Regions from separate parts of the Sus scrofa genome. Here region 1 is linked to region 2. A link is a contact called in public HiChIP or PLAC-seq data. All regions are on one chromosome and are shown on one strand. The core of a region is the stretch at or near the end of the contact, and the rest is flanking DNA. Distances in the headings are between cores, read along the strand shown.

Evidence for each region. HiChIP or PLAC-seq counts read pairs in DNA pulled down with a chosen protein or histone mark.
Region 1: an H3K27ac HiChIP or PLAC-seq map of alveolar macrophages shows a contact between it and region 2. The contact joins the promoter of DGCR6L here to the promoter of ZDHHC8 in region 2. A contact is called at or near these places in 1 of 5 promoter capture datasets (fetal skeletal muscle) and 1 of 2 datasets of contacts at active chromatin or transcription factors (alveolar macrophages).

What each region holds. Positions count from the first base shown.
Region 1 is chr14:51,654,332-51,659,661 of Sscrofa11.1, reverse strand. It overlaps DGCR6L (protein DGCR6L), which reads left to right and starts at 2,294. Exons shown (of 5, transcript XM_021072536.1): 1 at 2,294-2,515; 2 at 2,600-2,760. The coding sequence starts at 2,406.
Region 2 is chr14:51,498,911-51,505,031 of Sscrofa11.1, reverse strand. It overlaps ZDHHC8 (probable palmitoyltransferase ZDHHC8), which reads right to left and starts at 1,958. Exons shown (of 9, transcript XM_005670950.3): 1 at 1,736-1,958. The coding sequence starts at 1,839. RANBP1 (RAN binding protein 1) reads right to left here. Exons shown (of 6, transcript NM_001185070.1): 4 at 6,098-6,121; 5 at 5,504-5,569; 6 at 4,612-5,022. The coding sequence ends at 4,907.

The DNA.
Region 1 (5,330 bases), core at 1,045-3,544, 150 kb before region 2:
TGCCGTCACACTCCCAAGCTGGTACCCTGATGCAGACTTCTGGCCTCCACCATAAGGATCTATATATACCTTTCTATTGTTCATAAGCTACCTAAAATACCTAAATGGAGCTTTGTTATAGCACCCCAGGGATTATATAAGGAAAAGGGGAAGGGGCTACATGCTTGGGAGAAGGTGATCTTCAATTTTCAGGGATGACCATACCAATCATGGTTCCAAGCAGCTTTCGGGTATTGCTTGTGGTTGGAACATTATCTGAGCCATGAATCTCTGGTCAGCTGGGAGGATCTCAGAAGGTCCTGCTCAGTTTCATCAGCACTCTAATTTGGGGTTTGTTGATTGCAAAAAAAAAAATTGCACAATGTGAGAATTTTAAGTTGAGTTTTATGGGAAGCAAAATGAGGACTATAGCCCGGAGGCAGCATTTCAGACAGCTCTGAGAAACCACTCTGAAACTAGAAGGAAAGGTCAGCATGTATGTGATTTTCATGAAAGGGGTTGGTACATCCAACCAAGCACACATTTTGCAGAAGGTTGCTGTTAGTCACAAGGGACAAATGTCACTATGGAGGATTTTAGTGCTTTCCTAGATATGAGGAGATGGAAAAACTGGGCTCATTAAATCTTCTTCTGAAAATATCTAACTATCTAAAGACCTGTTCTTCCAGTTTTTCCTGGACCACAGAGAGCATCACTCCTGATCTCCACCCTGAGCTCCTCACAGAGGGTTTTGAAGGTCAGTGGCTTGTGACTTAATCCTTATAGAGGCAGATGGCAAGTGCCAGTTTTTAGTACTAGTTGTTGGGTAAAATTGAAAAGTCTGAAAAGAACCAGTGTCACTCGTAAACATCCTGCCACCTGACAGGATGGCTTTTCTTCTAGACCATGACTGGAAAACCCAACACAGAAGGCTGAAGAAGATGGATTTCACAAGTCACTGTGAGTTACTGTTCCAATGCAATGGAGCTACTAAATACGTGTTTGTTCTTAAGAAAAACTATAAAATTAATAAATCCGTTTCTCTAGATATAAAAGATAAAATCTTTTAATCAATACTGTAATTTTTTACTTTTTTTTTTAGGGTCGAACCCATGGCATATGGAGTACCTAGGTTAGGGGTCCAATCGGAGCTACAGCTGCCAGCCTACGCCACAGCCACAGCAACGCCAGATCTGAAGTATGTCAGCGACTACACAACAGCTCACGGCAACGCCGGATCCTTAACCCACTAAGCAAAGCCAGGGATCGAACCCGCAGCAATCTCATGGTTCCTAGTCAGATTTGTTTCTGCTGCACCGCGACTGGGGACTCCAATACTGTAATTTTTTAAATCTACCATCTTAGATGTTCCCGACGTGGTGCAGTGGTTAACGAATCCGACTAGGTTCGTTGAGGTTGTAGGTTCGATCCCTGACCTGAGCAAGTGGGTTAAGGATCCAGCATTGCTGTGAGCTGCGGTGCAGGTCGCAGACGCGGCTGGGATCCCGCATTGCTATGGCTCTGGTGTAGGCCAGCGGCTACAGCTCCAATTAGACCCCTAGCCTGGGAACTTCCATATGCCGCGGGAAGCGGCCCTAGAAAAGGCAAAAAGACAAAAACAAAACAAAAAACTACCATCTTATCCGTTTTTAAGTGTACACCTGACATTAAATATATTCACATCATTGTGCAGCCATCACCATTATCTCCAGAATTTCTTTGTAACTCCAAAATAAACCCCCCTCGTTTTAAAATGACAGCTATGTTGAGATAGAATTCACATAACACACAATTAATCTCTCTGAAGTTTACATGTTAATGGTTTTTAATCCTGCACAATCAGTATTACAATCAAGTCAAAAACATTTCATCATCCCTTCCATTAGACTTCTCTTACCCATCCTCCACGCAGTTCCCCACCTTAGCCAACCACCAAGCTACGTTGTCTTTATGGATTTGCCATTTCCGGACATTGCATATACATGGAATCACGCAATACGTGGCCTTCTGTGTCTGGCTTTTTTTTTTTTTTCCCTAGCATAATGCTTTCAAGAAGTACTGTAATTTGATTCCAGGAAAAATAACTGAGCCCGCCCCCCTAAAAAAAAAAAAAAAGCCACACAGCCTCCGTAAACAGCCGAGAACCACGGTGGGGGAGCCTCGGCCCACGCCCACTGCGCGGACTCCGGAGCTTCTTCGAAATCTCGCGATTTTAGGCTGGGGCGATCTGCCTTCGAGGTCTTGTGGGAGGGGAAGCAGTGTAAGGGGTGGGGACAATGCGGAGGGGCGGAGCTAGCCTTCTGGATTGTGCAGAAGGCCGGCCGTGCACTTTCAGAACTGTCGTGAAAGGGGGCGGGGCGCGTCAGGCTAGAGCCAACGCCAGAGGCCCACGACGCTCCTGGGGCGGCTAGCTGGCTGCTGGCGCCATGGAGCGTTACGCTGGCGCTTTGGAGGAGGCGATGGACGGGGCCCGGCAGCAGGAGCGGCACTACCAGCTGCTCTCTGCGCTGCAGGGCCTAGTCAAGGAGCTGCCCAGGTGCGTGGCCGCGGGGCGGGTGGGGCGGGCGGTCCCTCGAGGCGGCCGCGCCCTGTCCCCGCTCACTGCACCTTCTGCCTGCAGCTCTTTCCAGCAGCGCCTGTCTTACACCACGCTCAGCGACCTGGCCCTGGCGCTCCTCGACGGCACCGTGTTCGAAATCGTGCAGGGGCTGCTGGAGATCCAGCACCTCACCGAGAAGAGCCTGTACAACCAGCGCCTGCGGCTGCAGAACGAGCACCGAGGTGCGCTGGGGTGGCGGAACGATGCAGTTCCCCCTGCGGGAAGTCAGCCTGCCGGGGCAGCTCCGATCTCCGGGCTGAGCCTGTTCCGGGTATCTCTTGGAATAAGTCCCTGAATTGATCGGATCAAGGGCGCAGGGCCTGTGGCTACAAATGGGTCAAGTCAGTATTACTTTGTCAGTTGCACGGTCATCATTCGCAGGACATCCAGAACCTCCCTGCTCGAGCTCCCATGTGCCCTCACCCGCTTCCAGGCAGGATGGCCTAAAGCTTCTATGCTTGATCAGCCTACGGGCAGGTCCTGGTAGTGGTGGTTGGCCACCCGCAGTAATGTCCCACAGTGTTGACAGCTCTGAAGTCCTCTTTGGCGTCACTTCTATTTCTGCTGCGCATTGTGTCCAGTGGCACCCTCCGGAAACAGAAAGCTTTTCCACTTGAGCCACGTGTAAGGCCAAAGCCTCCTGAGCCTTGCCCCTCCCTGCCATCCCTGCTGGTGTGGGAGGGGCTTCAGAGCCCCTTCCTGCAAGACATGCTGGGCGGCTCTTCCTGCCCATCTCAGATTTCCACCTCTTTTATTTTTCCCCAACTTTTTTTTTTAATTTTTCCTATTTATTTATTTATCTATTTATTTTATTACTTAAATGAATTTATCACATCTGTAGTTGTATAATGATCATAACAATCTGATTTCACAGGATTTCCATCCCACAGCCCAAGCACATCCCCTCAACCCCCAAACTGTCTCCTCCAGAGACCATAAATTTTTCAATGTCTGTGAGTCAGCATCTGTTCTGCAAAGAAGTTAAGTCTGTCCTTTTTTTCAGATTCCACATGTCAGTGAAAGCATTTGATGTTGGTGTCTCATTGTATGACTGACTTCACTTAGCATGATAATTTCTAGGTCCATCCATGTTGCTAAAAATGCCAGTATTTCATTCCTTTTAATGGCTGAATAATATTCCATTGTGTACGTGTACCACATCTTCTTGATCCATTCTTCTGTCGATGGACATTTAGGTTGTTTCCATGTCTTGGCTATTGAAAAGACTGCTTGAACATCATATTACATGTGTCTTTGCAAGTTGTGGTTTTCTCTGGATAGATGCCCAGGAGTGGATTGCTGAATCAAATGTTACTTCTATGTTTAGCTTTCTGAGGAATCTCCATACTGCTTTCCACAGTGGTTGCACCAATTTACAATCCCACCAACAGTGTAACAGGGTTCCTTTTTCTCCACACCCTCTCCAGCATTTATTGTTTGTAGACTTTTTGATGATGGCCATTCTGGCTGGTGTAAGGTGGTACCTCATAGTGGTTTTGATTTGCATTTCTCTAATAATGAGTGATGTTGAACATCCTTCCATGTGTTTTTTTGGCCATGCATATGTCTTTTTTGGAAAATTGTCTCTTTAGATCTTCTGCCCATTTTTCGTGTAGGTTAGGGTTTCCTTTGCTGTGCAGAAACTTCTAAGTTTGATTAGGTCCCATTTGTTTATTTTTGTTTTTACTGTCAATACTCTAAAAGGTGGATCTGAGAAGATGTTGCTGTCATTTTTGTCAGAGAGTGTTTGGCCTATGTTTTCCTCTAAGAGTTGTATAGTGTCTGGTCTTATATCTAGGTCTTTAATCCATTTGGAGTTTATTTTTGTGTATAGCATTAGGGAGTGTTCTAATTTCATTCTTTTCCATGTGGCTGTCCAGTTTTACCAGCACCACTTATTGAACAGGCTGTCTTTTCTCCCTTGTGTATTCTTGCCTGCTTTGTCATAGATTAGTTGGCTGTAGGTGCATGGGTTGAATTCTGGGCTTTCTATCCTTTTCCACTGATCTCTATTTCTGTCTTTGTGCCAGTACCATACGGTTTTGATGATTGTTGCTTTGTAGTACAGTCTGAAGTCCAGGCGCCTGATTCCTCCAGCTCCATTTTTCTTTTTCAGGCTGTCTTTGGCTTTTCTGGGTCTTTTGTGCTTCCAAACAAACTTTAAAATATTTTGTTCGAGTTCTGTGAAAAATGTTACCTTGGTAATTTGATAGGGATTGCATTGAATCTGTAGATTGCCTTGGGTAGTATAGTCATTTTGATAATATTAACTCTTCCAATCCATGAGCATGGTGTATCTTTCCATCTATTTGTGTCATCTTTGATTTCTTTCATTGGTGTCTTAAAGTTTTCAGAGTACAGGTCTTTTGTCTCTTTAGGTAGGTTTACTCCTAGGTATTTTATTCTTTTGGATATGATGGTAAACGGGATTGCTTCCCTAATTTCTCTTTCTGATCTTTCATTGTTAGTGTATAGAAATGCCGTCAATTTCTGTGTATCACTTTTGTATCCTGCAACTTCGCCAAATTCATGGATGAGCTCTAACAGTTTTCTGGTAGAGTCTTTAGGGTTCTCTAGGTATAGTATCATATCATCTGCAAATAGTGATAATTTTACTTCTTCCTTTCCAATTTGGATTCCTTTTCTTTCTTTTACTTCTCTGATTACTGTGGCCAGGACTTCCAAAACTATGTTGAAGGGTAATGGCAAGAGTGGACATCCTTGTCTTGTTCCTGATCTCAGTGGGAATTCT
Region 2 (6,121 bases), core at 709-3,208:
AGGATCCTCAGTAGCCATTCAGCCAGGGAATGTGGGCTCAGGTGCCAGAAGCCCTGCCACTCAGTAAGATGGTCACTACACATGGACCCCAAACAGCACCCCTGCACCCCCGCCTTCTGCACCACCTTTCAGGCAGAGTGGGTCACTCGGGGCAGGATGCAGGGAATGTCTCTTCTGCCCCAGGCAACCAGCACCTCTCAGCACCCATTACTGAGCTCAGGACCCCACACCCAGAGGGAGGGTGGGCAGCTTCCAGGCCCACCAGCTGGGGAGGGTCCAGTTCACAGGGAGTGGGGACCCTCTGAAATCACCGAAGTCTCTGGACAAGCACTCTTTGGGGAGCACCTAGGGGGAGAGGTTGTGGGCAGGCTCGCTGGAGTTGGCTGATTTCAATTTCTCTTTAAACTTTTCCCCTGCATTTCACAAGTTCTCGACAGAGAACATGTATTACTTTGAAAACCAGGAGGACAGATGCTGAATTGCACTCGGGGGGTGAGAAACCAGGACTGGCTGTCAGGAAGCAGGACCGAGATTCCCCCAAGACCCCTGCCCTGGCCCCACCCTCTGGAAGCCCCAGCTAGACACGTCCCCATCTTGGCCTGCGCCCACTGCCCACGGCCCCACAGCCAGCAGCATCTGAGTGACAAGAACACGTCTGCTCGCCAAAGCCAGAAATAAGCCCGTCCACACAGGCCTTTTTTAAACATGCTCTTGGCAGCCCGTGATGCCCACTGGCCTCAGCCTTCAGGTAGGGGCTCGCCCACCCCCCAGGAGCCCAGTGCAGCCTTGCCATTCTCATGCCACAGCCCTCGCCCTTGCTAAGGTGAAAGAAAGGGTGTCAGGCTGGCTCCTGCCCGCCCCTGCCCTGGGCTTGCTTGTGCTCAGGGGCTGACCCTCCTTGGAAGAACTGCCCCACTGGCTACGGAGCCACTCCAAGCCTCAGGTCCCCAGGAAAGCTTGAGAGGTTGTCACTGAGCCTGGGACTGTGGAAAGAGATGGTTTCAGGTCTGTGCGGCTGAAGCCTGGGGAGCCCTGGGGTGGGGGTGGGCACGGCCCTGCAGAGGGAACTGTGTGGTCAGCACCTGCTCTGGGCTGCAGGGGTCCAGGACCTGCCTGCCCTCTGCCTCAAGTGTCCCAGAGCCCACCACAGCCAGTGTCCCTGGGTGTGGCTGGGCCTGGGCCCTCCAGCTGAGACCACTGGGCCTTCCTGAGAAGGAGGTCAAGGGAAGGCAGAGGGCATTGCCAGGCCAGCGTTGGTGGTGGCCGAAGGGCAGGCACGTGGCAGCTGGGCCAGACCACACCTACGCGGGAACAACTTGGCTCTGGTATGGGGCTGGACAGCAGGGAAGGTGCCCAACAGCCACCCTTGGCAACTCCCAGGGAGGGCTGGTGCTCTGGGCACCCACGTCCCCTCAGGCAGCCTGTGGGGAGGGCAGGGTGGCATACATCCTGGGCAGCCCCTATACAGACTCCCTGCCCGGGCCTGGTGCCTCACACCCAGGGCCTGCCTGGCACACTCAGGAGGTGCCTGCTGGCCACTAGTGCCCTCACACCCAGGACTCACCTGGCTCTGGCTCCCAGGATGGGCACACTCAGGGCATCGGCATTAGCCCAGGGTGCAGGTTTGCATCACCCAGAGCCCTGGTGCCCCGGCCCCTGCCCTGGTCCCACAGGGCTGTGCCCCCCGCTGAGTGCAGCCCTGCCCCTTCTGGCCCCGGCGACGCGGCCGACTCACGTGAACACGAAGAAGAGGGTGCTGGAGCCGACCAGCAGCGCAGCCGCTGTGGCCACCGGGATGTACTTGGCAGGTTTGAGGCGCGTCCCGGGGCTGCGGGGCATCCTGGGCGCCGCGCCGCCGCATCCCTCCCCAGGGCCAGGCGGGCGGGGCCGGCTGGACGGGCAGGACCCGGGCGGCAGCGGCGGCAGCGGAGGAAATCCCACCCCACGGGCGGCGGCGGAGACGCCGTGCTGATGTAAGCGCGCCCCTTAAGGTGGACCGGCAGCGGCTGTGGACTGGCAGCGGCCATGGGCCGGCAGCAGCCGTGGGCCGGGGAGGGGCCCTCTGGCGACCCTCCTCCCGGCGATAGAGGGGTAGTTGGCCAGGACCTCTCAGGGGTGGGGACTTTTCTTGTGGCCCAAAAGGCCATGCCCCAGAGGCCTTGCCCACCCAGTGGACACACAGCCAATGCCAGGGCCCATCTCCAACCTGCAGTCCTGGCGCTGTGGCATTTACATTCCTTCCTGGGCCATTTGCAGACTCTCCACTAAACCTCTCAGACATTGTCCCTGGGGGGAGCACATTCCCAGGAGCCGGCTGACGGCCCTGATGAGAGCTATTCCTGAATGGGGCCAGGTCCCTCCTTTGGAGCGCATCCCACCCCTGCGCCCAGCATTCACGAAGGTGAGGGGTTGTGACACTGCCACAGAATAGGGCCAGGTTCCTCTTGTCTGGAGCCTCTCCTCGCCCCGGCATTCAAGAGGAAGGATTATTGCAACACTGCAGAGGCACCTTGGTTCTCTCCCCTGCCCACCTCACAGCCCTCAGGCCAAATGGCCTGTCCCTCCTGCAGGTGACGAGTGTGTGGGTGGGACCCTAGGCCTCCCAGGAGGGGCGTGCAGTGCCCCTCCAGAGGTGCTGGGCACCCTGCCCTAGCCTCGGATTGGCCCGTGGGCGGACCCACCTCCTGCAGGAAATCCCACCCGCCAGCACCACCCCTGAAGCTACTTAAGGTGGACCAGCGGCCTCGCAGTGTGGGCGGACCAGCAGCAGGGTGGCCCACTGGCCTCCTAGTGGAGCAGCCACCCAGAGCCTCTGGGAGGAGAGGGGCTGGGGCAAATTACAGGCTGCAGTGAGGACCAGTGAGTCTGTCCCCTCCAACAGGTCCTCAGGGCCCTCTGCTCTGAAACCAAGACCCATCAGCCCCTGCCCTGGTGGGAATCCATGTGGAGCCCTTCCCCTCGAGGGCCCTGAGCAACTGCTTCTCTATAACCAGAACCCCGTGCAGCCCAGTGTCCACCTCCTCTGGCCATGCTGCACAGGCCCTGGGGCTCCTTGGCTGGACATGGGCCTTATGAAGGTCCCAGCCCAGCTGGGCTGGGAGCTATTAAGAACCTGGTCTGGGAACCAGACTGGGGTGGAGTGGGGCACAAAAGCAGCTGCTGGACAGCAGAAACAGTGACGGGCCCCTCCTGCAACTCCCCAGTTGTAGCCTCTACCCTCGGGGTGCCTACTGCAGAAGCCCAGGGCCCACAGGCAAGCAGGGCAGACCCCTTACTCTACCTCTGGTAGCCTTGGACAGACTGCGGCCCAGGTCTGTGTGGGGAGAGCTGGCCATGGGCAGGAATGGTGTACACCTCCTTTGACCAGGTCTTGCCAACTGTCTGAGCAAGGGAGGTCTCAGGTGAGATGGCCACAGCACAAAGTTTGGCCAAGCTGCAGGGAAGGGACTGACCTAGAAAGGAACAGCCATTTCACAAAACAGGGAATTGCTTGGCCAGGGGCTCAGAGGGGACCTCAAAGTGTCCCTGCTCACCCAGTCAGTTTTCAATGCAGCTTGGTCACAACCACTGAGGGAAAGGCTGTCTCACTCAGGGTTTCCCCCCTGGAGACACATCTTGTCACTCAAAAGGGAAACCAGACTGGAGTTCTACAAGTGGGATTCACCTTGTATCCAGAGCCCAAAACAGACATTTGACACCCTTGCTGTGCTGGCAGGATTGGGTGTCTGACCTCCAACCAGCCTTCCATGTCAAGGCATCACATCAACATCACCATTCCAACTCGTCAACATGAGAAGGTGCATAAGCTCCAGCACACCCCCTCTCCAATGCAGGAAGGACCACTGCAGGTCCCAGGAGCAAGGCCTAGGGCCACCAAGAGTTGACAAGGGCCAGTGATGTCTTCAGTTTGCTCTTTTAAAACAAGAGCAGCTTTCTCTGGAGGTGCATCTGCCAGAGGGATCAAGGACAGGCGGTCCAAGCTGGACAGTACACGGAGAATAGACCAGGGTGTGCCACACTGTAAGCCTCTGGAAGGTACCAAGGCCACAACCAGGGGCGTGCTCCCTCCAGGGTCAGGTCCTGCCCTGTGCCTCACAGCCTGAGGGGCCTCCTGGGACACAGGCCACCCCAGAAGTGCCCGTGTGTGTGGAGACTTCTCCCTTGCTTAGAACTGCCTTACAAGATGAGCCCCAATTGGCTCTAACCATCTGTGTTCCTGAAAACGCCCTCCTAAAAGGCACTGCAGGCACCCTCAATTCCAGCCACGCAGAGAGCTAGGCATGAGCAGACAGGTCTTCTCGGAGGGTGGCCATGGGGCTGAGGGCCAACCAAAGGTGGCCCGGCCAAAGACCGGAGACACACATGGCCTCCTGAAGCCACAGCCAAGGGATCTGGTGGGATTCTTTTCCTTCCCCCAAGGCCAAGAAAGAGGCTGCCTGCTCCCAGGCACAGGGCAGAACAGGGCTGTTAAGGCAGCCAGAGGACGGCACCACTCCCCTGGCCATCTGCCCACCTCAGCCCAGTGGCCACGGCAGGGGGAGTGTGACGGCAGAGATGGAGGAACCCACTGTCCCAGGACAGGGCCGGCGCACACACGGTCCTGCCTCCATGCAGGTTTCAAATGTGTTATTTATTCACTATTTTGATGACTATAAATAAGTGTTTCCACTGTGGAAAAGAAAGTTAGCAGAGTACATTCTCATGACTGGGGAAGGGGTTCTCTGAAGTCATCTTCAATAGGGCAATAACTGAGAAAAAAAAACAACCTGAATGTCGGAAGTCAGTTCTTTTATATAAAGTCCCTTGTAAAAACAAAACAGAATAAAAACAAACGGAAGAGGGGCAGGGCAAAATTTAAAAAAAGAAAAGAGGGAAAAGACAGGGAGAAAGGGACGTGGGAGCCGACTCATTGCTCCTCCTCGGCCGGCTGCTTGGCCTCGTCCTGCGGCTCCGTGCCCGCCTTCACCGAGAGTGCTTCTAGCTTCTCGGCCACTTTCTCAGCACTATCGTTTTTGCCAGATCCTGCCAAGGCACAGGGATGCAGTAAGAAGCAGCAGCATTGCTCTGCCCAGCCCCGCTGCAGCTGTGCACGCTCCAGGGACTGGCTGCCCTTCCATGTGCCTCCAGGGTCACAGGTAAACACGTCCTCCCACCTGGACCCCAAGCAAGTAGATTACCACAAGGACCTCTGAGAAGCCCCTACTGCCCTGGGGAACTCCAACAGACACTGTGATTTGGCAGTTAGGCTGAGTGCCGGGAGGCCAGGCCAGAGAGCACATATTTGGGCCCTGACTGGCAGTTCACCCCCAAGAAAGCACACCATGTACCGGGGCAGCTGCCTTGCCCTTGACAGGTCAAAGTGGTCACAGCGCCCCGGGATGTTCCTGTGGCAGACAGAAAAAGCACCCGCCCGGGGCTGCGGCCGGGAGCAGAGCGAGTCTGCAGAGTCCCCCCATAGGCAACCCTACCCTAAAAACTCCCCAGCTCCACTAGCACCCAGCACCTTTCTTTTCTCTCTCTTCAATTTCTTTTCTGCATTCTTCAAACTTCGTTTTGAACTTCTGTGCGTCTGCAAAGATACAAAAGAATGCCCATTAAGATCCCTGAGCAGCGAGTCCCAGGCCACGATGACCTCAGGAGAGCCAGCCACCTCCTTGCCTGACTGCACACCAGTCTGGGCAGAGGTGGGCAGCCTCACTTCACCACGTGCTCTGCTCTCCACCTGGACTGGAAGCAGCCACTGGGCAGGCCACTCCCAAAGCAGAGGCAAGGTCCACTCAGCACCAGATCGTCAGCTCCTGGGGTGCTGAATCCCGGCACCCACCCAACTCCTGCAGGACCGCCTGGGTTGGGTAGGCAACCCAGGCTGGGAGGATGCCCAGCAGGGGGAGAGATCAGCATGGGCAGAGCCCTTGCTGGCACCCAGGCGATGGTGAGAGGACACACCTTCCCTGGGCACAGCCTACAGGCATTTAGCTCCATTCCCTGAGCCCACCAGACAGCAGGGCAGAACCAGACCCCACCGCATGCTTCCCAGCTGCTGTCAAGTCTCCCTGGAAACCAAGGGCACTGGTGGTCAGGCTGGCCTGAGACTTACTCTCGGCGTTAAGGAAGCGAATGG